6 separate regions of the Sus scrofa genome follow, and all the other regions are linked to region 4. Evidence: chromatin contacts called from public Hi-C and HiChIP or PLAC-seq data. All regions are on one chromosome and are shown on one strand. Each heading gives the region's core, a stretch centred on a gene start, on an enhancer-like site or on the middle of the called end of the contact. The rest is flanking DNA. Distances are from core to core; before and after follow the strand shown. Region 1 overlaps HOGA1 (4-hydroxy-2-oxoglutarate aldolase 1). Region 2 holds the start of AVPI1 (arginine vasopressin-induced protein 1). Region 3 holds the start of MARVELD1 (a long non-coding RNA gene). Region 4 holds the start of PGAM1 (phosphoglycerate mutase 1). Region 5 holds the start of PI4K2A (phosphatidylinositol 4-kinase type 2-alpha). Region 6 holds the start of HOGA1 (4-hydroxy-2-oxoglutarate aldolase 1).

The links. A called contact is a pair of places that touch in the nucleus more often than the background predicts. HiChIP or PLAC-seq counts read pairs in DNA pulled down with a chosen protein or histone mark.
Region 1: a contact with region 4 is called in an H3K27ac HiChIP or PLAC-seq map of skeletal muscle. The contact joins the enhancer-like site here to the promoter of PGAM1 in region 4. A contact is called at or near these places in 5 of 47 Hi-C or Micro-C datasets (liver, omental adipose tissue, skeletal muscle and 1 more) and 2 of 2 datasets of contacts at active chromatin or transcription factors (alveolar macrophages and skeletal muscle).
Region 2: an H3K27ac HiChIP or PLAC-seq map of alveolar macrophages shows a contact between it and region 4. The contact joins the promoter of AVPI1 here to the promoter of PGAM1 in region 4. A contact is called at or near these places in 1 of 5 promoter capture datasets (fetal liver), 2 of 47 Hi-C or Micro-C datasets (heart right ventricle and liver) and 2 of 2 datasets of contacts at active chromatin or transcription factors (alveolar macrophages and skeletal muscle).
Region 3: a contact with region 4 is called in a Hi-C map of skeletal muscle, with 4 times the contacts expected there. The contact joins the promoter of MARVELD1 here to the promoter of PGAM1 in region 4. A contact is called at or near these places in 1 of 5 promoter capture datasets (fetal liver), 2 of 47 Hi-C or Micro-C datasets (embryonic fibroblasts and skeletal muscle) and 1 of 2 datasets of contacts at active chromatin or transcription factors (alveolar macrophages).
Region 5: a Hi-C map of heart right ventricle shows a contact between it and region 4, with 2.5 times the contacts expected there. The contact joins the promoter of PI4K2A here to the promoter of PGAM1 in region 4. A contact is called at or near these places in 2 of 47 Hi-C or Micro-C datasets (heart right ventricle and omental adipose tissue) and 1 of 2 datasets of contacts at active chromatin or transcription factors (alveolar macrophages).
Region 6: a contact with region 4 is called in an H3K27ac HiChIP or PLAC-seq map of alveolar macrophages. The contact joins the promoter of HOGA1 here to the promoter of PGAM1 in region 4. A contact is called at or near these places in 2 of 47 Hi-C or Micro-C datasets (liver and skeletal muscle) and 2 of 2 datasets of contacts at active chromatin or transcription factors (alveolar macrophages and skeletal muscle).

Annotation. Positions count from the first base shown.
Region 1 is chr14:108,981,167-108,985,556 of Sscrofa11.1, reverse strand. It overlaps HOGA1 (4-hydroxy-2-oxoglutarate aldolase 1), which reads right to left. Exons shown (of 7, transcript NM_001190169.1): 7 at 1-120. Among named protein-coding and RNA genes, the nearest start is that of MORN4, 16 kb to the left of the region's middle. Within about 2 kb of position 1,751, at least 3 of the 83 cell types and tissues checked have an H3K27ac peak or open chromatin away from gene starts, as enhancers often do. A contact at or near this core is called in skeletal muscle, where this site is marked.
Region 2 is chr14:109,050,744-109,055,722 of Sscrofa11.1, reverse strand. It overlaps AVPI1 (arginine vasopressin-induced protein 1), which reads left to right and starts at 3,495. Exons shown (of 3, transcript XM_001929060.5): 1 at 3,495-3,676.
Region 3 is chr14:109,066,062-109,070,589 of Sscrofa11.1, reverse strand. MARVELD1 (a long non-coding RNA gene) reads right to left here and starts at 1,396. Exons shown (of 3, transcript XR_002338495.1): 1 at 1-1,396.
Region 4 is chr14:108,820,693-108,825,588 of Sscrofa11.1, reverse strand. It overlaps PGAM1 (phosphoglycerate mutase 1), which reads right to left and starts at 2,807. Exons shown (of 4, transcript XM_003483535.4): 1 at 2,512-2,807. The coding sequence starts at 2,650.
Region 5 is chr14:109,005,729-109,010,486 of Sscrofa11.1, reverse strand. PI4K2A (phosphatidylinositol 4-kinase type 2-alpha) reads right to left here and starts at 2,344. Exons shown (of 9, transcript XM_001929034.6): 1 at 1,775-2,344. The coding sequence starts at 2,209.
Region 6 is chr14:108,956,277-108,960,598 of Sscrofa11.1, reverse strand. It overlaps HOGA1 (4-hydroxy-2-oxoglutarate aldolase 1), which reads right to left and starts at 1,787. Exons shown (of 7, transcript NM_001190169.1): 1 at 1,217-1,787. The coding sequence starts at 1,427.

The sequences.
Region 1 (4,390 bases), core at 502-3,001, 160 kb before region 4:
ACGCAGCACCTCCTCCTGGGCCGGGTTCAGCTCCTGCAAGGGGGCGCGGCAGGGGCCTCCGTAGTAGCCAAACCAGTCCATGGTTTTCTTCAGCCCCGGGATCCCGAAGCGCCAGGTCACCTGCGAAGCAGGGCCTGTTAGAAGAGACTGGGGAGGGAGTCCCCTGCCCACACACGTCCAGGACCCAGATGTGTCATTTTCAGAAAGTCAGGGTTCCCACCCTCCTCCTCCTGTAAAGTAACTCTGCTGAATCTATGCGGCTTAGATTGAGCAGATTGGGAATCCAGAAGGCAGGTGGGCAGTAAAGAACACAATGCCAGAACCTAGGCTAGAGGACAGAAGGCGCCTCCTTTGGTTTGGGGAGAGAATCCACGCCATCAGGGAGGAGAGTGGCAGTGCATCCTCAGCTGGGATGGGAGAGGCAGCGCTGTGGGTCTGGGCAGTAGAGCATCCCTGGTCTGGGTCCCATCACTGGTCTGCAGCCCAGGTCCCTGAACCTGACCCAGGGCACAGAGGGCCTGGGAAGTCAGGCACAGCCCACCTTCTCTCACCCCAGCAGCAACGTCGCCCCCATCCCCCATCCCCCATCCCCCCATCCCTCCTCCCTGACCCCAATCCAAATGCTGCCACAGGGAAAACAAGGAGTCAGTGTCCAAAGAAGTTACACTGTGTAACCTTGTATCATTAACTTCTCTCTGAGCAAGTTCATTTGCCTAAAAAAATGCAGGGGCCAGACCACAGGATCTCTAACGTCTTTTCCATTGTAATGGGAGACTTAGAGCTATTGTCATACTTTAAAATCATGCGTGGAGAAAATAAAGCATCAAATTTGGAGTTCCCGTAGTGGCTCAGCAGTAACGAACCCGACTAGTATCCATGAGGATGTGGGCTCATTCCCTGGCCCCCACTCCATGGGGTAAGGATCTGGCATTGCCATGAGCTGTGGTGTAGGTTGCAGACACTGCTCAGATCTGGTGTTGCTGTGGCTGCGGTGTAGGCTGGCAGCTACAGCTCTGATTGGACCCCTAGCTTGGGAACTTGCATAGGCTGTGGGTGTGGGCCTAAAAGTCCAAACAAATAAATAAACAACCCCCCCCAAAAAAAACCCATCAGATTTCTTTTCTTTGAGCATTGCAACTAGTTGTTTCATGCTGATGGGAAGTTTTAGGTTAATCTTTGACTACCTAAAAACTAGGAAAGTAATTATTATGTAATAAAATTTTCTTCTGAGGGAAGGTAAAACCTTCGAAATATGGGCTTCATGAGGGGTAAAAATAATAAAAAGAGGTTGTTTGGGGTAAAAAGGTTGAGAAGCATCAATGAAGGATTAATACCTACTCAGCCGTAGAGGCCAGTAGGCTTCAGGAAGCCTCCTCCTAGGCCCTGCTCCAGCCATGATGTTCCAACAAACTGGGCTTTTCACCCAAAACCTGAGTAGGGTGGGAGAGACAATGGAAACAAGAAATAGCTAGAGGAATGCTTTCTCCCACCAGAGGTGTCTGAAGAGCTCTGCCTTGGCCCTCTGTAGACCCTGAGAAACGGTGGAATGCTTTGGAGGTAAGAACCATGGAAAGTCCTAAATATAGTCGGGGCAGGAGGCCGGCTGGGCAGGAGGGTAGAAGAAGCACATTGCGTTCGAGCAGGGCAGGGCAACAAGGTGACATCAAGCTGCTCTTGGGGTGGTTGAGCCTACAGCGCAGGCAGCAGACAGGTGTCCAAGGCATTCCTGAGTGTGTGCCCAGAGCTGGCACAGGACCAGGCACAGAGGGAAGGGTAAGAGAGGATGGCATGCCGAGGGCTAGGATGGCAGCATCCTCTCTTCCCAAGGGGCAGCCCGAGCTGCTTCGTCTGTAAAAATTAGGAGATCCCATATCACAAGAATTGGATGAGAAAAATAGCACTGTTAGCCCAGACGCCAAGAGGCCTGGAAGCTCCTCTTCCTGTTCTGGGGGCAGGTAGGTTCTGGGACCTTCTTGCAGGCAGCTGGGAGTGGGAGAGTGGAGGTCCTAACGCAGTGGCATGTCCAGAATGTGTAGCACAGCCTGGGCCTTTGGGTGGGTGGGGGCCTCAGTGGAAAGACCCTCATTTCTCCAATTCTTATGCCCTATTTTTAGAGCGTCCTATCCCAGGAGAACCTTCACACCCAGGGAGACTCACGCTTGCCTCCTCAGCTGTCCTTTCTCTACATCTGAGTTAATCTGTCTCTTGGAGGGAAAGATACAAACTGTGGGGAAGTCTGGAGTCTGCCCACCGCTTTAGGGAACAAAACATTGCCTGGCTCTGTTGGGACTGTCGTCTCAGAGGCAAAACTTGAGGGGCCACCAAAAAACACTGTCACAAGACAAATATTTAATGCAATATTTTTTAAAAAGTAAAAAATCAATGCAAAAAAAAATCCTTAATGCAAAAAATGCCAAAGTTTTTTTTTTCTTTTTTCTTTTTAGGGCCCCACCTGTGGCATATGGAAGTTCCCAAGCTAGGGATCAAATCAGAGCCACAGCTGCCAGCCTATGTCACAGCCGTAGCAACACCAGATCCTTAACCCACTGAGCAGGGCCAGGGATTGAACCCACATCCTCATGGATACCAGTTGTGTTCGTTACCACTGAGGCACAATGGGAACTCCCACTTGTTTACTGATTTATCTTCAAAGGTTGTTTTTTTTTTTTTTTGCCATTTTTGTTTTGTTTTTGTGTTTTTTTGGCAAAGTTTTAAATAAAGGCAGGATCCAACAGAGCCATGCCCTGTCATAATGTAGCCTGAGGCAGACTAATCATGTGTGTCCCTATGTACACAAAAGTGGATTTGGGCAAAAAAATTGTTTTGATGTGTTTGCTTCCATTCAAGCCAGGGGAGTAAAATTCTTTTTTTTTTTTTTTTTTTTTTTTTTTGCTTTTTAGGGCCTCACTCGCAGAATATGGAGGTTCCCAGGCTAGGGGTCAAATTGGAACTGTAGCCGCCAGCCTACGCCACAGACACAGCAACGTCAGATCCAAGCCACATCTCCACAGCTCACAGCAACACTGGATCCTTAACCCACTGAGCAAGGCCAGTGATCAAACCCGAAACCTCATGGTTCCTAGTCGGATTCACTTCCACTGAGCCACAATGGGAACTCCTAAAATTCTAATCAGTTATGTTTTTGGTATAGATAAAAATATCTCTTTTTGGCCATGCCCACAGCACGAGAATCGTCTCAGGCCAGGGATCGAACCTGTGCCACAGCAGTAAACCAGAGCCACCATGGCAACAATGCTGGATCCTTAACCTACTGAACCACCAGGAAACTCCTAGATAAAATATTTTAAATGAAAAAAATGCTGTGAATTTTAAAGCACCTACTTTTAAATGTTTCAATTTTTTTCTCCAACTACTTTAATGTTTTAGGAGAGAAAACTCACCATTTAGAAAACTATTTAGAGCTTCCAATTCCAGGAAGATGGAATAGGGATACAATTCTCTATTCCTCCCAAAAGGTAGAACTAAAACCCCCAGGACATTATGTAAAAACAAACATAAGACTGTGAAAGGCAGAGAGAAGAGAGACAAACCAGGGGCCTCAGGACCCAAGGAACAGCACAGTGCTAAGCTCCGTGGCCCGGACTTGGAGCTGAAGGAGCAAGTAACCCTGAAATGCCAACAAGCACAGACAAGAAAAGCCCCACAAGGAGTTCCTGTCGTGGCTCAGCGGTAACAAACCCAACTAGTAACCATGAGGTTTCAGGTTCAATCCCTGTCCTTGCTCAGTGGGTTAAGGATCTGACCTTGCCCTGAGTTGTAGTATAGGTCGAAGATGCAGGCTCGGATCCCACATCCGAGCTGGCACCTGCAGCTCCGATTTGACCCATAGCCTGGGAACCTCCATATGCTAGAAAAAAAGAAAGAAAAAAATAAAAAAGCCCCACCACATCCTGTTCTCTCTGGCCAAGGACTGGGAAGGGGCAGCTGAGCAAGATGGAGAATTGCTAGTTAATAATCAATAATCGGTCTACTCCAGCCAAATCCCACAATAAAAACCTGTGGCCCCACCCACACCCTGGCCAGCAAAGGCTGAACTGGGGGCCAGAATTTCTACCCCATACTCAGCGGTAAAGAGTACCCTGTGCCCACGAGGGATGGTCTCAGAAGAGGCCTAATGAAGAGAGTCAGAACTCTGACTGCTGCTCTGCACTAAGGAGACCATCCCCACTAGACACAGGAGGGATGTCCGTGAGGCCACATGGGGAGCAGTAAGGAGGTACTGCTCCCCCTTCCAGCTGGGGAGGGATCAGTAGAGGCCTAGAAGGGAGCTCTTATTTCTTTCAACTCCCCCAAAAGAAATCTCCAGGCCCAGATGGTTTCACTGGAGAATTCTCCAAAATGTCTGTTTGTTTTTCTCTCTTTTGTCTTT
Region 2 (4,979 bases), core at 2,246-4,745, 230 kb before region 4:
AATGTTTCTACAATGCACCATTTGCCTGTGAGACTTTGCTATTTTCAGCATGTTCAGGTTGTAAGCTCAGAGAAGAGGGCTGTAGTAAGTTGCCTTACTAAGACCTAAGGTTTTTTTTTTTTTTTTTTTTTGTCTTTTTGCCATTTCTTGGGCCGCTCCCATGGCATATGGAGGTTCCCAGGCTAGAGGTCTAATCAGAGCTGTAGCCGCCGGCCTACGCCAGAGCCACAGCAACGTGGGATCCGAGCTGCGTCTGCAACCTACACCACAGCTCACGGCAACACCGGATCGTTAACCCACTGAGCAAGGGCAGGGACCAAACCCGCAACCTCATGGTTCCTAGTCGGATTCGTTAACCGCTGAGCCACGATGGGAACTCCTCCAAGACCTAAGAATTCTAAGCACATCTAAAATATTTATCTTTTTTTTTTTTTTTTTTTTTTTTGTCTTTTTTTGCTATTTCTTTGGGCCGCTCCCACGGCATATGGAGGTTCCCAGGCTAGGGGTCGAATCAGAGCTGTAGCCATCGGCCTATGCCAGAGACACAGCAACGCGGGATCCGAGCCACGTCTGCAACCTACACCACAGCTCACAGCAAGGCCGGATCGTTAACCCACTGAGCCAGGGCAGGGACCGAACCCACAACCTCATGGTTCCTAGTCGGATTCGTTAACCACTGCGCCACGACGGGAACTCCCTAAAATATTTATCTTGATTACTGAGGTTTTTGGCCCCCCTTTAAGTACAGCATCCACTTGCCTCACCTTAATCTGATCCCCGGTTAAACAGAGTCTTGGCCTACACTACAGGGCCCCATTCCCCAGAGCAGGCCTTCTCTAAACAAGGCCCTGTGGGGGAGTGGATCCCAGATGCAATCTGTGGACCCCAGATTCCTGCACTCCTGAACGGCCCACACAACTATGAAGTGCCTCATCTTTCCATCAGAAATATTGACTCATAAAGCTGTAACAATAGAAACGGTTCCATGATGTGGTCAGCGCACAAGTGTCACATGCCTGCAAAAATGTTTAGAGACACCAGATATCCTCCACCCAGCCTTAGTCACATCTGACCCAGAAGCCACAAGTTCCCAATTCCTACCCTGGTATGCTCAGCTGAGCTCAGGGCATCAGAATTCCTAGGCACTCCAAGAACTGATATGGCAAGCGTCTGGCCTTCCTATTGCTGAGAATGGGGTTGAGGGAGCTCCTGGTTCAGAAACCCAGCCTCCTAATTTAAAAGTCAGTGCAGTACCCAGCCCCGCAGTTGGCTGAAAGGCTTTGCAGTGATACTTTCTTTCTTTTTTTTGGTCTTTTTGCCTTTTCTAGGGCCACTCCCACGGCATATGGAGATTCCCAGGCTAGGGGTCTAATTGGAGCTACAGCTACCGGCCTACACCACAGCTCACGGCAACACCAGATCCTTAACCCACTGAGCAAGGCCAGGGATGGAACCTGCAACGTCATGATTCCTAGTTGGATTCGTTAACCACTGAGCCACTCTATTGGAGATAAATATTGCTAATTTCTTTGTTCGTTTCTATGTTTCCACAGGGCTTCAGGAAAAACAAAGTTAAAACCTTTTAAATGACAGCAAAGCTCTTGCTAATAATGTTTTGTGCAGGGCAGAGAGAGGAACTGGAGGCCATGCGATGAGGAACATCGCCCAAACCTAACCTCTACCCTGCAGAAAGGGCCCTACAAATCCCAGTGTGCTAGTTCTTGGCTGCACCTGCGACAGGCAAAAATTCCCAGGCCAAGGATCGAACCCATGCCACAGCAGTGACCCAAGCCACAGCAGTGACAACACTGCATCCTTACCCACTAGGCCACCAGAGAACTCCTTGGTGTGCTGGCTCTTATCAAACAGTAAGAACTTTTTTTTTCAGAACTTCTACAGAATAGAACTCAAATGACTATTAAGGTCAGCTTCGAAGTGACAACAAGTCTGGCTGCCTATTCCCAGGTGCCCTTTGTGACTATTTTTGAACCCGTGCACAACTACTCATCTTCAAACCAAGTAAACAAACACTTATCAAGGGCCTACTGGATACTCTGCCACCACTCCTGCCCCCCCAAGCCACATTTCAAGCTGCAGCCAAAGTGAATTTCTAAAAACACAAATTTGTCAAAAGGATGAAATGAGCTACTATTTGTAAAGTGCTGACTGGCATTACTGGTACATAGTAAGTGCTAGAAAAGATCTAGTAAATAAACACATATAATGCTATTCAAATGGAAACTTCACTGCCTGCTTCTGCTTCTGGCTTCCCACCTCTCTCTCCCTTGTTGGCCTTATCTAGGCCTCATTTCAAGTCCTTCTGAGACTGGCTACCTCCTGGCCTTAGCGTGTACTCTTTTCCTTATAGGCTTTTCCCAGACCCACTCCTCATCCTGTGACCAATTGCAGCTCCTCCATATCTCAGCTGAAGTATTACTTCTGCCTTCTAGGACCTCCCCAAAGGAGCTTAGGTTCCTTCATTTTACCCTCTCAGAGCCATAATGTGTATCACAATCATAGTCACACTCAATATTTTAGGTTTATAAATGTCAGCCTCTGGAGTTCCCATCTTGGCTCAGCGGTTAGCAAACCCAACTAGCATCCATGAGGACTTGGGTTCGATCTCTGGCCCTGCTCAGTGGGTTAAGGATCGGCGTTGCAGTGCGCTGTGGAGTAAGGTCGCAGACAATGCTAGGATCCCGTGTTGCCTTGGCTGTGGCCTAGGCCAGTGGCCACAGCTCCGACTGGACCCTTAGCCTGGGAACCTCCATGTGTTGCGAGTGCAGCTCTAAAAAAGACAAACAGACCAAAAATAAATAAATAAATAAAATAATAATAAATGTTAGCCTCCTTGACTAAACTGTAAATTCCCCCAGGACAAGGCTTATTAAAGGTGTCTCCAGTTCACTGCAAGTCAAGAAACTCCGACAGGGTGGGTCCCTAATAGACCACTGTCGAATGAATGAATAAAACCTTTTTAATAGCCTCTCATTTAGGCTACTGGCCCAAGGTTGCACAGCTGATTGAAGATTCAAACTCACGACATTCTGGCTTTGAAGCCCAAGGTCTGACTACCGCGCTGACTCTTCCTCTCCCTCAAAACTCAAGCCAGAATACCAAGTGGTCTGCTGTTGAGTTTAAGTAGCTGCAAGTCTATTTGCGGAGGGCCACAAGCCGCAAGGAATCCCGCGCCGCGCTTATTGGCTTCATTCCCAGGGGAGGGGTGCACCCGTCACGTGTACCCAGCTGGGCCAGCCCTTGCCGCACCCCGGGACTGGAATGCGGCCCCGCCCCCACTCCCCAGCCAGCAAAACCACGCTCTCCCCGAGGACTGACGTCAATGAAGGGAGCACCTCCGGGCGCGGCGTGAGGGCAGCCGAGGGCGGGGAGAGAGAGCCCCAGGACACGCCCCTCGCTGCCGCTGCGTCGCTGATTGGACCGGGGGCTTCTTCGCACTGGAGTTTCGAGGCCAGCGGAGGGAAGGGGGAGGAGTAGGGCCACGCCTCTCATCCCTCTATCTCCACTGATTGGCTCGCGGAGTCTTCGCGTTCGATTTTGGAAGGCTCGCCGGGAGCTCACACCAAGGCTCGGCTCAGGATTGGCTGTTCTGGAACTAGGGAGCGCTTTCTCCGGGGAGCCGCGGCTGTGACCGAGGTGGCCCGCCTTGGGCGGCCAGGTACGTAGGTCGGCAGCCTGCCTCGCGCTGCGGTGGAAGTGGGTGGGCGCGCCGTCAGAGCAAGGGTGCAGGAGGGACCCGAAACCCCAGGTCCACTTAGGGCCCGTCGTTGTGCGAAGCTGCCACGTCTGAGCCCCGGGGGCCGACCCGCGCAGGGAATGTCGCCATGTGACCTCGGCCAGGACACCCCCTCCCAAGCTCTCATCCTGTTCATGAACGCCGCCTGGTCCTTGTGAGCACCGTCGCGGCAGGAAGCCCAGAGCTGCGCCCACCCCTTCGAAGGGGAAGGGGTTAGAGTGGGCGCATTTTAACTTGCGATTTGAGGTCTGTCGTTGCTGCCCTTCAGCGTGGTGAGTAATCGTTCTAACCCCCCGTGGGGCCGTGGAGGGCCGAGGTCACAGAGGCTAGCTTGGGAGACCCGACTTTGGATCCTTGTGCCTTCCAAACCCACAGAATCAGATAGCAGGCTCTAAGAGGTTTCAAAGCCTCCTGAGTCCTTCCTCCCTCGGAAGACCTCGTCAACCATCTGGCAGGAACAAAAATAGCAGTGGTGGAGAGCGTGGGCTTTGGGCTCAGACTCACGTTCGCATCCCAGGCTCTTCACCTACCACCTGTGTGACTTTGGGAAGTTACTTAACCTTTCTGAGCTCAGCTTTCTCATCTGTAAAATGGGTGTAATAATAATGACTCCTCGTAGGAGTTTTGTGAGAATTAAAAATGTTACTCCTCAGGAAGTGCTGTTCTGCACTTGACAGAGAGCAAGCTGCCTCAATGGCAGCTGTGATTTAAAAGTCCACGGATGAATCCATCTCCCTTTACCCTCTTCTCTCAAGACTAAAGGCTCTTTGAGGGAGTTTTATGAGGATGGTGAGGATGCAAATGGCAATGATTCTATAATCCCCTGGTGGTTAAACAGCCTTTCCTTTACATCATTCATTCATGATGATGTGATGTATGGGATGGAAATTTTTTTTTTCCTGTCTTTTTGCCATTTCTTGGGCCGCTCCCATGGCATATGGAGGTTCCCAGGCTAGGGGTCTGATCGGAGCTGTAGGGTCGCCAGCCTATGCCACAGCCACAGCAACACAGGATCCAAGACGAGTCTGCAACCTACACCACAGCTCATGGATCCCCAACCCACCGAGCAAGGCCAGGGATCGAACCTGCAACCTCATGGTTCCTAGTCGGATTTGTTAACCACTGAGCCACCACGGAACTCCCGGGATGCAAACTTTTGCATACTTTATCTCCCTGGCCCCTTAAAGGTTATTTATTCTCACCATTTTGATGAGGAGCAAACTGC
Region 3 (4,528 bases), core at 147-2,646, 250 kb before region 4:
GGCAGAACAGGCAAAGGAGAAAGAAGCCTCCAAAGGTGCAAGAATACATCCCTCGAGGCCCTTCCTATCCATCCTCACCTTTGCAGACGGGCCTCACCCCAAGACCTCAAAGCACAGAGGGATGGGCCTGGAAGGACTGCGCAGGATGCCCGCACGAGCCCAAGCTAAAACCACACCCGTCGCTCATCCCGGGACCAGTGGAGGCTCGTCCCCCGCTCCGCCTGCGGCGGCATGCCTGACTTTTTCAGCACGCGAGGTTGGAAGAGAGGCCAAAGCAAGGGGGTGCTCTTCTGAACGCGGGGCGGGAGGGAGGGGACCGTGGCGCCGCCAGTAGACTGGTTCCAATTTGGGAGCCACCCCCGGATCTACGCGGCTTCTGTCCACGTCTAGCTCTCGGCCGGGAAAGGGAAAAGGAACCGCGAGTCTTCGCCTCGGGGCGGCCCATCTGAGTGTGTGCGTCAGCCCCTCGGATGCAGCCCTGCCCCCGTCCCGGGAGACAACAAATCCCGCGTAGCTGACACGGATTCTGGGCGGCGGCGCTGCCGTCGGGCGGGATCTGCGATCAGGGCGCTGGGACGCGGGCGGCGGCGGGAATGAGGGGCGAGGGGAGGGTGCCGGGGCGCACGGGCGCGGGGCGGCGGCGGCGGGAAGGACGGGTCCACCGCCCCGCGGCGCGGCGGCCTCAAGCCACCTCCTGCTCGCCTTGGTAGTGGCGGCAGCAGCCATAGAGCGCCGAGAGCAGGTAGAGGCCGAGGCAGAGGCCGCCGCAGACCGCGGCCGCCAGGAAGGCGTGGTAGGCGCAGGACATCTGGTAATCCTTGAGGTTGCAGTAACTGTGGCTCTGCGTCTGGCTGATCATGATGCCCGTCGCGGCTCCGTAGAGCGCGGCCGCCAGCAGGTCGTGCGCCACGTTGACCACCAGCCAGCGCGAGCCGAGCACAGGCACCAGCTCGTGCTTGCCCAGCAGCGTGAGGAAGTAGAGGCCCAGGGTCAGCAGCCAGAAGAGCACCGACACGAAGAGCGCGAAATGCACCGGGCCCTGGTACCTGCTCGTGGCGATGGTGATCCAGAAGGCGGCGCCGGCCAGCAGCTGCAGCAGCCGCAGTACGCCCAGCGGGCCGCGCAGGAAGGCCCGCTGCAGGCTCACCGCGCCGCGGGCCGTGCGCGCCTGGGGCGGCGGCTGGCGCGGGGGCGGTGGAAGCATGGCCCCCGGGCGCGGTGGCGGCGGCGGCGGCGCCCCGAGCAGCGGAATGGCGACGTCTGGCTCGCGGGGGCAGCCCGGCCGACGTGCCCCTGCGCCCGCCCGGCCTCCTCGCTCCCCTCCGAGTCCTCCTCTCTTCCTCTGCCCTTCTCCCCACCCTTCCTCCCCGCAGCTCTCCTCTCTCTCTCTCTCTCAACTCCTCCTGCCCGCCCTCTCCCTTCCCCTCCTCCGTCTCCACCCCCACTCGCTCCTCCCGGCTTCCTGCCTTCTCTCTTTGGGCCTCGTCCCCACCCTGGTGCCCCCCTTTCCCGTTGGCGCCAAACTCCCATCTCGGATTCCTTCCTCCGCGGGGCAGGGCGGAGGGCACCCGCAGCCCCAGACGGCCGAGGGCCTTCCGCTCGGTCCGACTGGGCCAAGGTCGCCACATCTGCCCACGCTGCCGGCTCTGCCTCCCTGGCTCCGGTCCAGCCTCAGGGCGGAGAGCAGTCTTCTGGAGCTAGGAGAGGCCCCCCAGCCTTAAGCCCTTTTTTTCCCCACTGTCTCCTGCCCTGGGGCTCACTGGTGCCTCCTGGCCCTGCCGGGGCGCTGGAGGAAAGCAGTGCTTGCCTGAGCCCACATCTCTTCTCACCTGAACACTCGGAATATCCTCTCCTGCTAGTGCCCGCCTCAAACTTCTGTCCGAAGCGGGGCTCAGACTTTGACTCAGCCATGCCAGCTCCTCTGTCAGAGAAAAGGGCCATCTCCCTTTTGAGGCCCCACTGCCCCTCCCTCACCACAAAGGAAAGTCCTGTCCATCAATCCAACCTCTTTTCTGAACTTCCTAGCCATGGAGTATATTAAAACTAGGCTTCCCCGGAGTTCCTGTTGTGGCTCAATGGTAATGAATCTGACTAGTATCCATGAGGATGTGGGTTCCATCCCTGGCCTCGCTCCGTGGGTTAAGGATCTGGCTTTGCAGTGAGCTGTGTTGTAGGTCGCAGATGGGGTTCAGATTCCAGCTGCTGTGGATGTAGGCCAGCAGCTGCAGCTCCAATTGCACCCCTAGCCTAGAAAATTCCATATGCCACAGGTGCAGCCTGAAGGAAAACAAAAGGCTTCCCAGCATGACCAAGACATAAGCCCAGGTCTAAGAGACAGCAAAGCCCATGAACTTAACTACGAGGCAAAACGGCCTATAATGGAGCCTAGAAATGCTTTACATTATTATTATGACTGTGCTTGGCAGGAATTCTCATATAAGCCTCTACAACCCAGGAGATATATACAATTATTTTCCTCATCTTACGGGGGAGGACAACGAGACCTAGAGAGGTTAAAACCACTGGTTTCTTCCCTCCCCTTCCAATCCAACCCTTGGGCTCTGAGGCATCTTTCCGAAACACTGACCTCGTTGTATATACACGGGTTCCCCTACTATTTCTTTCTTCTCTGGGTGTGTTTTGCAACCTGGCCCCCACTGACTTCCAGTTTCTTCCACTTCCTTTTGTTATTCATGCTCACACCCAGCATGCCAACCCCACCAGACTCTTAAGTTTCCCAAAGAGGCTCAGAATGTGCTTCCTTCCCAGACCCCACTTGGCTGGCAAACTCCTATGTATTCTTCAATGCCCGTTTTAAATGCTCCTCCCTTTGGGTTAGCCTCCCCGGCTGCCCATTGCTGCCTCTTCTAGGCACCCCCCTCCAACTCTGGAGGATCCCCTGCTGGAATTCTGAGTCAGCTACATGGCAACCATTGGTCATCACCTCTTAGCATCTTTGCCCGTGCCTGGCACATAGGAGACTCGGTAAATGTCTATGGAGTGGATGACTGGGTGGCTGCAGAATAGCATGGAAGTGAGAGGATCCCTGCATGCATCAGACCCCAGCTTATCCTACATGCAGAGCTAGTCCCTCGTCTCCTGGGCATGGGATGAGGCCACTGGCTCCTGGCTCCCTTTGGGGGAGAAAAGCTATGTGGCTTCTCAGGGAGCCAATCAATGCCTTTCACGGCCAGCTCAGCCCACCCACAGGTACCTGAGAAATGTGTGTTTTGGTTTTTTTCCTTTCACCCACACCTGTAAGGAAGTTCCAGGCCAGGGACTGAATCCCAGCTGTAGCTGCAACCTATGCTACAGGTTCCTTAACCCACTGCAACAGGCCAGGGATCCTTAACCCACTGCACCAGGCCAGGGATCAAACCAGCAACACCAGAGACAAGCTGGATGATTAACCCACTGCACCACAGCAGGAACTCCGAGAAATGCGTATCTTTTTTTTTCTTTTGTCTTTTTAGGGCTACACCCGCGGCATGTGGAAGTTCCCAGGCTAGGAGTCCAATTTGAGCTGTTGGTGCTGGCCTATGCCAGAGCCACAGCAACAAGGGATCCGAGCCACCTCTGCGACCTACACCACAGCTCATGGCAATGCCGGATCCTTAACCCACTGAGCGAGGCCAGGGATCAAACCCGCAACCTCATGGTTCCTAGTTGGATTTGTTTCCACTGCACCATGACGGGAACTCTGAGAAATGCGTATCTTAAATGAACAAATGGTGCTTGTTGCCGGAGGCCAGCTCCGGCGGCCAGGGAGTGTACATCCCTATCGGAGAGGGACACGGCGTCGGCGAATGTACATACGGAGACAGCCTCTTTGTCCCTTCTTTCAGGGTGCTGGACTGCTCAAATTTTATTGGCAATAGTGGTTGATTATATAGACAGTTTTTCACTACAGATTACATCACAGTGTTAAAAGTACATTGGTTAACTATTACATGGTATAGCAGCTATGCATCCTGTTTTAAGATCTCTATCTTTAAACTTAGTGAGTACTCTGAAGAGGCCATAAAACACAAGAATTTGGCATTCACAAACTCTGTTTGTAGACTGATGCTTATCTTCAAATCGTTATGGCAGGGAGACAGTGTAAGTAAGTATAAACCAACTTAATTAAACTAGCTATCACTAAAAAGCTTTTAAAATCAAAGACAAAACTCACAGCTAGGTTTTTTGGATAAGATATGGCTAACTTCTACGGACCTCATTAAAATCCTAACTCTAAAGTTTACTATATAACTAGTTAATAGATAAACACTATGTTTTAACTAGGTTGGATTTAAATAGGGGAAAGTCCTTCAGGATGAAATTCTTATTATATTATTGTTGTAACTTTGTTAAATCACAAATCACCACAGGAAAATAAGAATGGAAAATAAAAATAATAAGTAAATAATCAGGAAAGACTGAGAAAAACTGAGTAACAAATAAAACAGCAGGAAAGACTAGGTCACCCGAGAAACAATCCATGTTCTCCAGTGCAAACATGGAAATTGCTTTCCCAGGAAAGCCCCAA
Region 4 (4,896 bases), core at 1,558-4,057:
ATGGGGAAATGGCCTTTTCCCTATGGAGCAGGGCAGAAAAACATGCCTGTTTTCTTCCGTGACACTTCAAGGTCCTCTTTGAAATTCAGGACAAACTTTCCTGTGTATTGCTTCATATCGAGGTTGCCAACAGTAATTAATGAAATGTGAAGTGAATTTTCCTGCCAGCCATTCAACTGAGAATAAGGCCAATAAGAACTATACTGATGAGGGAAGGGAGGATTAATCATCCAGAAACTCACCACCACCCACCAGGGAAAAGACTTAGATCTCATCATTGGGTCTCAGGACAACTCCTAGTGGACTTCCTTACCACATCCTCCCTAATCTTTTTTTTTTTTTGTCTTTTTTGCCTTTTCTAGGGCCGCCTCCTGCAGCATATGGAGGTTCCCAGGCTAGGGGTCCAATAGGAGCTGTAGCCGCCGGCCTATGCCAGAGCCACAGCAACTTGAGATCCGAGCCGCATCTGCAACCTACACCACAGCTCACAGCAACTCCAGATCGTTAACCCACTGAGCAAGGGCAGGGACCGAACTCGCAACCTCATGGTTCCTAGTCGGATTCATTAACCACTGAGCCACAGGGGGAATGGCTCCCCAATGAAAGGGTGAGTCACTGGGAAGTGACTGTCCACAGTGCAAGCCTCAGCTCCCATGCTGAAAAGCTACTGGTTGTTTCACTGCAATTATTTCCACTTGCAATGGAGTGCAGCACACTGGATACACAAATGGGTCCCAGAGGAAAGCAGCAGTTCCCCTTAAGACTCTTAACTGAGAACTCTAAATAAAGCCTCTTCCCTTAACTTGGCCATCAAACAAAAGCATGGTATAAGACACTCCCAGCGATCAGGGGTTAGCGAATGTTGTACATGTGGTCTCCACCCTCCCTGAGAAGTAGGACTGCATGGGGAAACTCTGCTTGCAAGCTTCCTCCTGAAATCATTCAAGGTTTTATAAACCCTAAAATACTTAAAGCCTTCATGAATGTAACATTTCAGTTTAGGTCTTTTACACTATCAAATTATTCATAAGGTTTTCATCATTCAGAGTTTTTGGTTTTAGTCTTAGTTATTTATCTATGATGTCCATAATTGACATTAACATTTAAATGGAATTTTTTTTTAATGCTACTAACATGTATTTAAAAACTGATATAGGGTGTATTATTTTAAGAGCAATTAAAAATTAAGGCATTTGATCAGTCTTAAAGGACAGCTGCAGTTTGCTTTGCCCTGGGCTAGTCATCAGCAACCACAGACCCATGCAGTTCTTCCTGCCAGGCAGCAGGAGAGAAAATGGCCTCCTTTACCAGCACATTCCCTAACCTGGCCGCTCCTAACTGGTATGAGGTCACACCAGGCCATCCCCAAGCATTCACACACATCCCCAGCAGGATTCCATTTCCCAGACCTCCCCACCCTCTGCTTCATTTCTAAAGGATCCGGAGTGAAGGCAAGAAGCTAGAGAGAGCAAACTGGGGCCAAATACCTGATTCACATCAACCAGGCATCAATGACCCTTTTAAATGGCTACTGCTTTGTCCAGTGGTTAGGAAGGTGCAGGGCAGGATCAGGGGAAACACCTCCTCAGTCCAGAGAGTCTTTGAAATGCTGGCAGCAAGGCATGCTTCCTTACAAAGGATCCAAAATCACAGAGAGCTGTCTGCCCCGGCGGGGGGAGCCTGGGTAGGTAAGCTTATCTCACCGCCACTGCCACCTTCGCCCAGCGTCCTGGCCAACAGCCTACCAGTTCCTCACACCTACCTGTTACTCAACCCCAGAACAGAGGCCAGGGGAGCAGACTAGGAACAAGGGGTGACCTTGAACAAGTCATCCTTTCAAGCCTCACTTTCCCAGCTATTAAAGAGAGCCAGTAAGGAATGGGAAAAAATAAAATCTGTATACTTTATGGGATTATGAAAAGGATCAACTCAAATCCCTCATTCATTCATTCAATTACATCTGCGCGTGCATTTTGGACAGAGGATTTGTGGAATGCTGCTAAACAGCATCCCACACAAGCACGTGCATGTCTTCATATCTGGAACCGTGCTGGTCTCCCCGCAACCCCCACCCCTACCCCCACCCCAGTGCCGCATCACACCGCCAGAACCGGGAAAAGCGCGTGGCCTGCCGCTTCACCAGAATCCGCAGCTGCCTCTTGAGTAGGTTTGGTTATAGCCGCTGGAAGATTCTGGGCATCCAATTTAGTCGCCCGTCCCCGAGTTACTAAATGATGACTAGAAAGGGAGAATTTCACAAGGCAGTGTTGCGGAGGCCGCAAGGGTCCTCTTCAGGCGCGCGGCCCCTCACACTCGGGAGACTAGGTGACCTTGAGTAAGTCGATTCGCTACCCTGGGCGCATTTTCTCAACTGCAACATAAACGGCTGAAGCGATAAAGCCCAAAGTCTCAGCCCTCTAGCGAGGGTGGGGGGCAACCAGGCGGCCCTGACGCATCCGCGCCCGCTCGGGCCTTCGCAGCTCCCACCCACCTCCCCGGCCCGCTCCGCACCTCGCAGCGCCTGCCCGCCGCGCTTCGCCTCCTCGTGCCCCGCCGGGCTCAGGTCCGCGTCGTACCAGCCGCTGAAGCGGTTCTCCAGGTTCCACGCGCTCTCACCGTGCCGGATCAGCACCAGCTTGTAGGCAGCCATGGTGGCAACTCGGGGTGCGGCGCAGACTGGGGCTCACCGAGATTCCGGAGTCTCGGCCAGGCCCCCGGCCGCGCCTGCGCGCTCGCGCCCTACCGCTAGGCTCCAGCGCACTTGCTCACTCAAATCTTTCCACTCGCTCGGGGCCGCCCTCCGCCCATCGGTGTACGCATGCGCCCCAAGCAGGCGCTGCAGGCTCCGGGGTGAGGGGAAGGACGGCAGGGCGCATGCGACTTCCGCCGCCCGCCAGGCGTCCGCCGCCCCAGTCACGGAGCGCACGTAAGCGCCGGAGGGCTTCGGTACTTTTGGGCGGCGGCGGGTCTTGGATGCGGGCAGGAGTGTTGTATCGCCCTTATTCATCAGCCCTTCGTTGTGAAAAAAATGGTCTTTGGCATTTGAGTTACTCTAGGCTCGGCCAGATCACTTTGCCATCTGTACAGAAAGTTTGATTAACACACCTGGATTGGAATCTTCACTTTGTTTTTTGCTTTGTATCTTTGGGCAGATCGCTTAACCTCGCTCAGCCTCATTCGTAAATGAACATTATAAATACTTAGCTGGTGCCTAGCTACCTGGAAGATGCTTAGTAATTGGTTGTTGTTTCTATTTCCATGGACACTGATCTCTTATTTTACACATAAGAAAACGCTTTGACTGCTGGCTCGAAAGCCATGCTCTTTATCCAACATAGGGCCGTTTGTCCAACCTGTTTATCTCTCACAGCCTCTAGTCAGTGCCTCCTCCTGGACCAGCAGAAGCAAACCCTAAGCGGATCAAACGCTCCAGAAGAAGGGTCACTGCCTGTCCCTCCTGTGCACTCAGTCATCAGTTTAAGTATCTGCTTATTTGCAAGCTTTCTGCTGCCCATCTCACTGTGTCCTGGTTTGTTTCAATCTAGCCCCCCCCCTTTTTTGTCTTTTTTTGTCTTTAGGGCTGTACCAGCGGCATGTGGAGGTTCACAGGCTAGGAGTTGAATCAGAGCTGTAGCTGCCGGCCTACACCACAGCTACAGCAACGCCAGATCCTTAACCCACTGAGCGAGGCCAGGGATCGAACCCATGTCCTCATAGATGCTAGTCGGGTTCATTAACCACTGAGCCACGACGGGAACTCCCAATCTAGCCACTTTATTGAGCATCAGATATGAGTCAGGCGTCGGGCTAGGGTCAAAGACAGGCTGGATGTGTTTTCTGCTCTTCACAGCAAGTGAAGTGGAAATAAGCCCTATGCGTACACAGCTAACAATGCAATTGTGCTCTGTCCTCTTTTTGACAGATGTAGAAAAGTTTTTAACATGCACTCATGAAACACCTACTATGTGCCAGACAGTGTTTAAAAGTGCTTTGCAGGAGTTCTCCTGTGGCACAGCCATGTTAAGGCTCCCGAATTGTCGCTGCAGTGGCTTGGGTCCCTGCTGAGGAGTGGGTTGGATCCCTGGCTCAGGAACTTCCATATGCTGAGGGAGCAGCCAAAAAAAAAGAGTGCTTTACAAATGTTAACTCCTTTTTTTTTTTTTTTTTTTTTTTTTTTTTCCATTTCTTGGGCTGCTCCCTCGGCATATGAAGATTCCCAGGCTAGGGGTCTAATCGGAGCTGTAGCCGCCAGCCTACGTCAGAGCCACAGCAACTCGGGATCTGAGCCTCATCTGCAACCTACACCACAGCTCATGGCAATGCCGGATCCTTAACCCACTGAGCAAGGCCAGGGATCAAACCTGTATCCTCATGGTTCCTAGTCGGATTTGTTAGCCACTGAGCCACGACGGGAACTCCAAATGTTAACTCCTTAATCCTCATATCCTTGTAACAATCTTATGAGGCCAGTACTATTGCTTCCCTGTTTACTGAAGAGGAAACTGAGGGACGAGGCAATTTGCCCAAGGTTACAGGAACCAGGATTCAAACCTAGGGTGGCTGGCTCCCAAGTCCATGCACACCTGACCTACTACTCTTTGGTGGCCTCCACATACTTGGTGCATTTTAGGCATTTGTCAACTTTGAAGAGTGGGAAGGATTTGAGAGGCAGAGAAAAGGCACCTTGGGAATGACATGAACCGAAACATAGAGGACTGGTGTGTGGCTATATTATCTACCATATGTGAAAGTTTAGCGGGTCAAGTGTTTTAATGTACTAATTTCATGTGATGTAGGTACTATTCATAGCTCCATTCGACAGATGAAGAAACTGAGACCCAGAGAAATAATTTGTGCAAAGTCATAGCTTGGGCAGAAGTGGAGAAGAAAGCAGGA
Region 5 (4,758 bases), core at 1,095-3,594, 190 kb before region 4:
TTCTCTGTGGCTATGGACCAATGTAGTGGTACTTTACCTGCCAGATAGAATTGAGAGATCACGTTACACCCACATGTCAGAGCACCAGATCACTTCTTAGCTCACCTGACCCACTTTCCAGTGGCGCTGTAACAGTGTCACAACAGAAAAATGAAAACCTTCCTCCTACTTCTGTACCTAACAATCTCAGTCCCTTCTTACATCAGCCAACAAGCTAACAACAACAAAATAAAATAAAAACCACTCATATCTTAGATCTCATTCTGGTTACCAAATTAAAAAGACAAAAACATCTTGCATTAAACTTCAGGGCAAGGAGTTAAGGATCTGGTGTAGCTCAGGTTCAATCCCTGGCCCAGGAACTTCCTCATGCTGCTGGGGGTGCAGCCAAAAAAACAAAACAAAAAAAAAACAAACCCCAAATCAAAAGAAAACAAAACAAAAAACACCTCAGGACACCCACCTTTCTTTCTTTCTAGAAGTGACAGTTCCCCTTTGAGCTTTCAATTTAACTCACTGCTCTCTCATTTAAGGGACTTGGAAAGATTTTACTCTCAAAGCTTTCCCCCATCTCAGTTTATGTTAATTGAGTTGAGAGCAGATTTGCTCTCTGGTTCTTGATGGTAATTCAGGGGCAACATCTGGGAGAATAATCGGACCCTTCAATGAACCTAACCAAGAGCTGCAAAGTGACCATCCATCCTGGCCACTCAGCACCACCCATCTGACACACAGGGGAAATTTAAGAGAGCTCTGATACCCACCCTTCTAATAACTATAACAATAATATATTTTTCCAATAAACCATACTGGTCCAGCCGAGAACTTTAACAGGGAAGACTTGATATTTTTTTGACTCACTGATATTCCAAAGATACCTCTAGTTTGATCTAAATGCCTTAAATTCTTCTGCAATTATCAAAAGTATAAAAGTCACTTGTCAGCTGCCCTGATCGCTTCATGCCCCATTCCTTCCCATCCCCAACCTCCTTTAAATACATGCCAGTGATAAAACAGAGGTCAGCCAAACACTTCGCCTTCCTGAAAAAAGCAAACTTCTGAGTGTCCTAGGTAAAAAGTGAAGGTTAAAAGGTAGTTGATAGTCCCATGTTTCTCAAACTTCACATTCTAAACTGAGGAACCATAAAAGAGGATTTGAACAATTTCACAGAAGTGAGCAATGATCAGTACATATGAAACTGGTGAATCCACCCACTCTATCACCAACGTCTGCCAATAAGAGACCTGGGACGGTAGCAGGAGACATCTCCACAGCACAGAAAGATGGAAAAGAACCCTCAGAGCCCCTTATGGGTCACCCATTCTCCTCAATGCACAGCGACAACACTGGTTCTGTCCATAAAGAGAGAACGGGCTTAAATTTGTTAAGTCAGTGGACAAATAGCAGTCTCTATAGTTTAAAGCTCAGGAACCTAGTAGAAAGCAGCATTTCCCCGCGTTTCTGTCCAGAGGCCGATTGCCCCACCACACTGCCGGGCCCTTCGCCTGTATCTGGTCAATTTCCTCTTTTCATTTTCCGCTCCCTCCTCCCCTACCAAATAAGTTCTGATTTATTTCTTCATTCCGCAGAGCTTCTCCATCTCCAGTCCTCAATGGCACTCCAAAATCCTGCCAAGAGGCTCGGCACTATGAAGTTTATCCCTTTTGCAGCCTTTCAGCCCCCCTTCTCCCTATGGCTGTGCGAAGCCTCAAACTCGCCCGGCAGGCCCACCCTCCCCGAAGCCCGCGGCCTCGGTCCCCAGCCCGCTCTCACCCCCTGAGGGTCTTTGACGAAGTAGCTTCCGCTGGAGCCCTGGTAGATGCGCTCGGGGAAGATGCAGCGTTCTATGGCTAGCTCGGCCTGCCGCACCACCGCCTCGAACTCGGGGTCCTCCGGGAACTCGTTCCGCTCGCGGTGGGCCTGCGCGGCATGAGCCGCCGCCGCGGCCTGGGCGGCCAGGGCTTGGGCCTGTGCCGCCACGGTTTGGGTTTGACACTGGGCCGCCGCGCCCCGGGCCCGATCCAGCAGTGGCTGTCTTTCCCGGTCGTGGCCTGGTGAGCCCGGCGGAGAGGGGGCTGGGCCGGCCGCCGACGCCACGCGGACCGCGCCCCCCGGCACCTGCGGAAAGTGAGCGCCCGAGCTGGACGGGAAGGTGTAGTCCGGAGGTTGGGCCCGCTCGGGGGACACTAGTGGGCTCGTCTCGTCCATCCCTCAGGCCGCGGGCTCCGGGACCCGGTGCGCTCCACACAGCTGAGCTCCGGCCCGGACCAATCCGCGACACCCCCCAACCCGCGCCTGGCCAACCAGATTACGGTGCTTCTTGGCCCCGCCCCCACCCTCCCTGTTTACTTGGCGACGAGTAGGCACGACCCCTCGCGCGCAAACAGCAACCAATCAGAACCAGCGCCTACGCAATCGCGGCCTCCGCAGTTTTCGCCCGTCACCTTCTGTGAAGATTGCGCATGCTCCAAGAGTCAGCGGCGGGTCAGACACGCCCTCTGCTTTTTCGATCCTACTCTGCACTTAACTTCCGATTGCCTGCGCCTGTTTGGGAACCTTCAATAAAGCCGCCTACCTCATCAGTCAGTCTACTTGAGTGCCTATTATGAACGAGCTGAGAGACTGGAGAACTCTTGATCTGGAGTCGTTGCATCGTGCACTCATTCATTAAATATGTATTGAGCACCTCCTGTTTGCTGGAGAGACAGAAGAGAAGCAAAGAAACAAAAATTTCTACCTAAATAAAAAGTTTTTTTTTTTTTTTTAACTCTAGTCTTCATGTAGCTTACACACTGCCTGACCCAATGCTTAGAGCATATTTTTTTGGTTTTTTTCCTTTTTGTACTTTGAAGGCTGCCCCCGCAGCATATGGAGGTTCCCAGGCTAGGGATCCAATCGGAGCTGTAGCCGATGGCCTACGCCATAGCCGCAGAAACGCCAGATCCGAGCAGCGTCTGCGACCTACACCACAGCTCACCACAGCGCGGGATTCTTAACCCACTGATGGAGGCCAGATATCGAACCCGCGCGTCCTCATGAATGCTAGTCGGGTTCGTTGACCGCTGAGCCACCGTGGGAACTCCTAGAGCATATTTGTTAATTGAAGAAAGGTATGGTCCCATGAGACTAAAAAATTCCAGGAGTTCCTGTCGTGGCGCAGTGGTTAATGAATTCGACTAGGAACCATGAGGTTGCAGGTTCGATCCCTGGCCTTGCTCAGTGGGTTAAGGATCTGGCATTGTCATGAGGTGTGGTGTAGGTCGAAGACGCGGCTCGGATCCCTCATTGCTGTGGCTCTGGCGTAGGCCGGTGGCTACAGCTCCAATTAGACCCCTAGACTGGGAACCTCCATATGCTGCAGGAGCGGCCCTAGAAAAGGCAAAAAGAAAAAAAAAAAGAGTCCATGACCTTTTTTTCATCACTGTAAAACCTCAGTGTCTAAATGTACAGTGGGTGCTCAGTACATTTTTGTTAGTGGAAAAGAGGACCATGTAGTCCCTGCCCACAAGCTGAAGACACACAGCTCTCTGAGGCCTAGAAGAAAAAGAGCCGATATTGAGAGCTGGAAACTCCATATTAAAAGTTCAGTGACTTGGAGGTTGGTTGGAGAGTCAGCGAGGGCCTCAAGTTCAGCGTGTGCTGTGAGTTGTCTTAAAGGAGGAATGTAATTAGGTCACTGGAGGGCACAGTTACCCATGAAAAATTAGTCAGTATTCAATCTAAGAAAGAAATGGAATATTTTATTCAAAACAAACCTGAGGATTATAACGTGGGGGACAGTCTCTCAGAGAGGTCTGAGAACTGTCCTGAAGAGGTGAGGGGAGGTCAGTATATATGTGATTTTGAGGAATAGGTACTACAATCAAGCATACATCTTGGTAGAAGGTTATTGCTATTCACAAGCAACAGATACCTAGTTAACAGTTTTAGTGCTTTTCTAAGTATGGGAAGATGCAAAAAACAGGTTCCTAAAATTTCTCCTGGAAATATCTAACTAAGGGCTGTGAGTTTTCTCAGAGCACAAAGTGCCTCATCCTGATCTTCACCCTGAATTCCTTTCAATGTACTGTAGGCCAATAACTTGCAGTGGCTGATGACTTGATGCTTGTAGAACTGGATATGAGCAACATTCTTTGCTTTACAATCCCTGCTTTTTGGTCTTAATTTCAGCTAAAGTTTGAGAGGCATTTCGTGACTAATTTGCCTCATGGCACCAGGTTGGGTGAGGACTTCACTAACAGACCATTCAATCTGCTATTACTGTAGGTAATCAGCCAAGACCTACTGTATAGCACAGGGAACTATACTCAATATTTGGTAATAACAATAAGGGAATAGAATCTGAAAAAGTATAAATATATACACACACACACATACACACACACACACATATATATATCCTGAATCACTTTGCTGTACACCTGAAACTAACACGACCTTGTAAGTCAACTGTACTTATGGGAAAAAAAAAAAAAAAAAAAAAAAAAGGACTCGGGAGACAATCTGAATAGGGTCTATTGGCCAAAGATGAGATGGCCTGAGCATTAATAAAGATAATAAATGTAGGCGTTCCCGTCGTGGCACAGTGGTTAACGAATCCGACTAGGAACCATGAGGTTGCGGGTTCGATCTCTGGCCTTGCTCAGTGGGTTAAGGATCCAGCATTGCTGTGAGCCGAGGTGTAGATCAAAGACGCGGCTCAGATCCCGAGTTGCTGTGGCTCTGGCGTAGGCCAGCAGCAACAGCTCTGATTCGAC
Region 6 (4,322 bases), core at 538-3,037, 140 kb before region 4:
AGATTAGCTCCCAGCTATATCATGGCAGAGCTGTGGGGTTTTTGGTTTGTTGGTTGGGGTTTTATTTTTTGTCCTTTTAAGGCCACACCTGTGGCATATTGTAGTTCCCAGGCTAGGGGTCGAATCTGAGCCACATCTGCCACCTACACCACAGCTCACAGCAACGCAGGATTCTTAACCCACTGAGTGAGGCCAGGGATCAAACCCGAGTCCTCATGGATACTAGTTAGGTTTGTTACCACTGTGCCATCACGGGAACTCCAGAGCTGTGTTTTGAATCAAGGGTGTATGTTCAGCTCCATGGCACCACCTCAGTCAGAACCACTCCATTCCCATGCTGGTGCCAACCAGGGTCTATGGCTTGGAATGATCCCATCTAGGGACTCAGCAGTCAGTGCAGTGGAGTGAAACTGAGCATGGCTGTGCAGTCAACCCAAGTCCAAATCCCAGCTCAGTCATTTACTAGCTGAGTGACCTTGTGCAAATAACAGCATCACGCTGAGCGCCAGATGCCCATCTGTGAAATGGGGCTATTGGGAGCACTGCCTCGGAGCACTGCCAGGAGAGACGGATTAGAGTGGGCAGGGCAGGATGGGCAAACTTTGCCACTTTTTATTTTCATTTATTGCACCCATGGCTGTGTTTTACACTGAGCATCACAAATATGATCTGGTCCCTGACCTCAGGTTGGGGGGAATCCATGTGTAATGGGGAAAATGAGCCAGAGGATCCAGAACAGGAATTAGTTTGGCCAAGGGAGGCTTTGTCTAGAAGAGACTATGCACACAAGTCTTTGAGGGAGATGAGCCTGCTGGCTGGGCTGCCACATGTGACACCCAGGCTGCCATCACATCTGCGTAGAGTGTCTGGTTGACAAAAGCTTTCCCACCCGTTACCTAGTTTGATCCCCACAATAATGCTGGATGAAGAACTTTTTTTTTTTTTTTTTTTTTTTTAACAAACATAGCAGGTTACAGTTGGGAAAACTGAGGCAGGTGAGATTCCAGCCAAGATCACAGGCCAGCAGTTAGCTTCCCGCCTGTCTCCTGACTCCAGAGCAGGGACCTGTTCCTCTCTCATCAGAAAATGACCCGCAGAGTAGCCTACTGTCCCAGAGCAGCTTGACAGAGCCTGAGTACCCTCCTCTGGTCTCTGGCTCAGGACACCAGGGTCACTCACATCTCCCCAACTTCCACAGGGGGCGGACCCCACTTACCTCGGAAGGGAAAGGTGCCCAGTTTGTGCAGATTCTCCTCCAGTTTCCCATAGTCCACCTCGGCTGTGGCAGTGAAGGGGGTGGTCACGGGGGGGTAGATGCCTGAGATGTCCATCTTCCTCCCCTCCCCTGAGGCCCAGCTCCCCATGGTCCTGGACAAAGCCCTGCTCAGCCCCCGCCTCACAGAGGACCAGACTTTGGGGCCCAGCATCTCTGCAGGAGGCTCCAGGCCCAGCTGGTTTCTGTCCCCAAGAGATGCTGACTTCGGACTCCTTCCTACTCTGGTTAATGATCAATGGGCCTAGTTAAAAATTTGCTGCCCTCTGACTTGTTGGTCTTCAGGCAGGCTGGGGCCTGGTGTTGCCAGGGTCAGAAGCTAGGCCTATAGGCCTCAAAGAGGTCCTCCCTCCCCCTGGGGAGCAGCTGGAGAAATGCCACAATCCAGCGTCTCTCTGGCCAGACGGAGGACTGGTTCCTGGGGTCCTGACACTAAATGGTGCCTCCAGTGGGGCCCCAGGCCCTCATCCCATAATTTCCAGCCCCAAAGCCAGGAACCAGGCTGGCTTCCGCCTTGCAGATCGGAGCTTGGCGGAGCTGATTGGCTGAGTGCAGGCCCTGTGGGAGGCGTGGCAGGCCGGGTGAGAAGCTGCCTGTGATCAGCCGCCCCTGGACTGCCCTACTCCCCCTGCCAAGCTTCTCCGGGCAGGACTGCCACGTGACGAGCCTGTGCTGGCCACATACAACCCCACAGGACAGCTGTCACCAGGAGAGGGTCCCTGGACGAGTATGTTGCAAAGCTGATCCACACTGGGACTTGGGAAGAGGGGGGGCAGGGAAGAGGCAATTAGAGGCGTCAGTAGGAAAAGCAGCCCGACTGGCTCAGTGAGGCCAACGGGCTCCAAGTTCCCCTCTTGCATGAGCCCAGCCTTGCTCCCAGTCTTCCTTCCTTCCTTCCTAAGTATTTCAGGCACAAATAGAAATGAACATCACACATAGAAAAATGACTTTTTTATTGCGGTAGCTTGTGGGTGTTCCTGGGGTGAACACAGAGGAGCCAAGCAGTCCTCAGCCTGAGGGCCATTCTTGTGACCCTCCAGCTGTATGCAGGGGACAGGTCAGGTGCCAGCCTGGGCTGCAACAGGCATTTACTGTGCTGGCACAGGCTGAGGGGTTGCCCGCCCACTCCCAGACCCCTCCAGCCCGTTCTGCTCCGACTCCGGCTCGGGGTGCTCCAGAGCGTGCCGGGTGTCAGCTTGCCACAACTGCACCAGGTCCGTGGGGGTCTTTCCTGCCTACAGGAACCAGGAGGAGATCTGGTCACTGTTCAGAAGTCCATATCAGGAAGTGCCCTCATCCATACCAGGGGTTCCCAACTGCGAGCAACTGGCAATGTCTGGAGACATTCTCAGTATTATAACTGGGCAGGGTGGGGTGGGGTGGGGAGTACTGGCTTTTTTTTTTTTTTTTTTTTTTTTTTTTTTTTTGTCTATTAGGGCCACACCTGCGGCATATGGAGGTTCCCAGGCTAGAGGTTCAATCGGAGCTGTAGCTGCCGGCCTACGCCACAGCCACAGTAACACCAGATCCGGGCTCTATCTTCAATCTACACCACAGCTCACAGCAATGCGAGGGCAGGGATCGAATCTGCGGCTTCATGGATACTAGCCAGATTCGTTCCCATTGTGCCACGATGGGAACTCTTACTGGCATTTTGACTAGAGGCCAGGGATGCTGCTCAGACATCCTGTATTGCACAGGACAGTCCCCCACAACAAAGAATTATCCAGTCCAGAAGTTCCCATTGTGGAACAGCAAATTAAGAGCCCAACTAGCATCCATGAGGATGCAGATTCGATCCCTGGCCTTGATCAGTGGATTAATGATATGGTGTTGCCATAAGCTATGGTGTAGGTTGCAGATGCAGCTCAGATCCGGTGTTGCCATGGCTGTGTCTCAGGCCTCAGCTGCAGCTCTGATTCGACCCCTGACCTGGGAACTTCCATATGCCACAGGTGGGCCATAACAAAAAAATTATCCAGTCAAAAATATGAATAATGCCGAGAAGTCCTCGTTTACACCTTCTATCTTCCTGACTTTCTCATGATCCCCTCAGCCTTTCTTTTTTTCCCTTTCATATAGCTACTTCTTTTTTTTTTAATGTTTTTTTAAATTTATTTTTTATTTTTAATTTTTTTTTTTGTCTTTTTAGGGCCACACCCACAGCATATGAAGGTTCCCAAGCTAGGCGTGGAATTGGAGCTGTAGCTGCCAGCCTCCACCACAGCCACAGCACCTCAGCAGCTTTGTTATGGCCCACAACTCACAGCAATGCCAGATCCTCAACCCACTGATCGAGGCCAGGGATTGAACCTATGTCCTCATGGATGCTAGTCAGATTCATTTCCACTGAACTACAACAGGAACTTCAGTTCTTTTTTTTTTTAAATCGAGGTATAATTGATGTAGAATTTTATCTGTTACAGGTATACAATACAGAGACTCGAAAATTTTAAAGGTTACGCTCCACTTAACAGTTATTATAAAATATTGGTTATATTCCCTGTGTTGTACAATATATCCTTATAGCTTATTTTATACATAACAGTTTGTATGTCTTAATCCCCTACCCTTAGATTGCTCCCTCAGCCTCTTTTGAGTCAGGGTTCCTCCTTACCCAATTCTCCTCCCTTTTGTGATTACTTGGGGCCCCAAAAGCTTGGACGGGGGTACATAGGATCCTAGGGGACCCCCAAGGACCACAGGAGTCAACACTCAGGGCTGGGAACCATCTGCTGACCAAGTGCTTAGCTTCCTTCCAGCTCCGTCCCCCCACAAATTTGAGCCTGGCCATTAGATCCCCCTACGGTCTATTTGGGGACCTTTGGGAAGTCCTCTTACTGCCCCTTCTGGCCTTTTTTCTGCGCTTAGATTTTCTGGAGCACTTGAGAGAATTGCTCCAGAAGCTGGGTGGACCCCCTAACCCCCCTGGGGGCCAGAGAAGCCCTCCACGGAGAGAGCCCTCCACGCCAAGTCTGTATGTCCTCTGAGTGCCAGGCTGGGGCGTAGGAGAGCGGTGCACACTGTTAACTGAATCAGGGAAGGAATG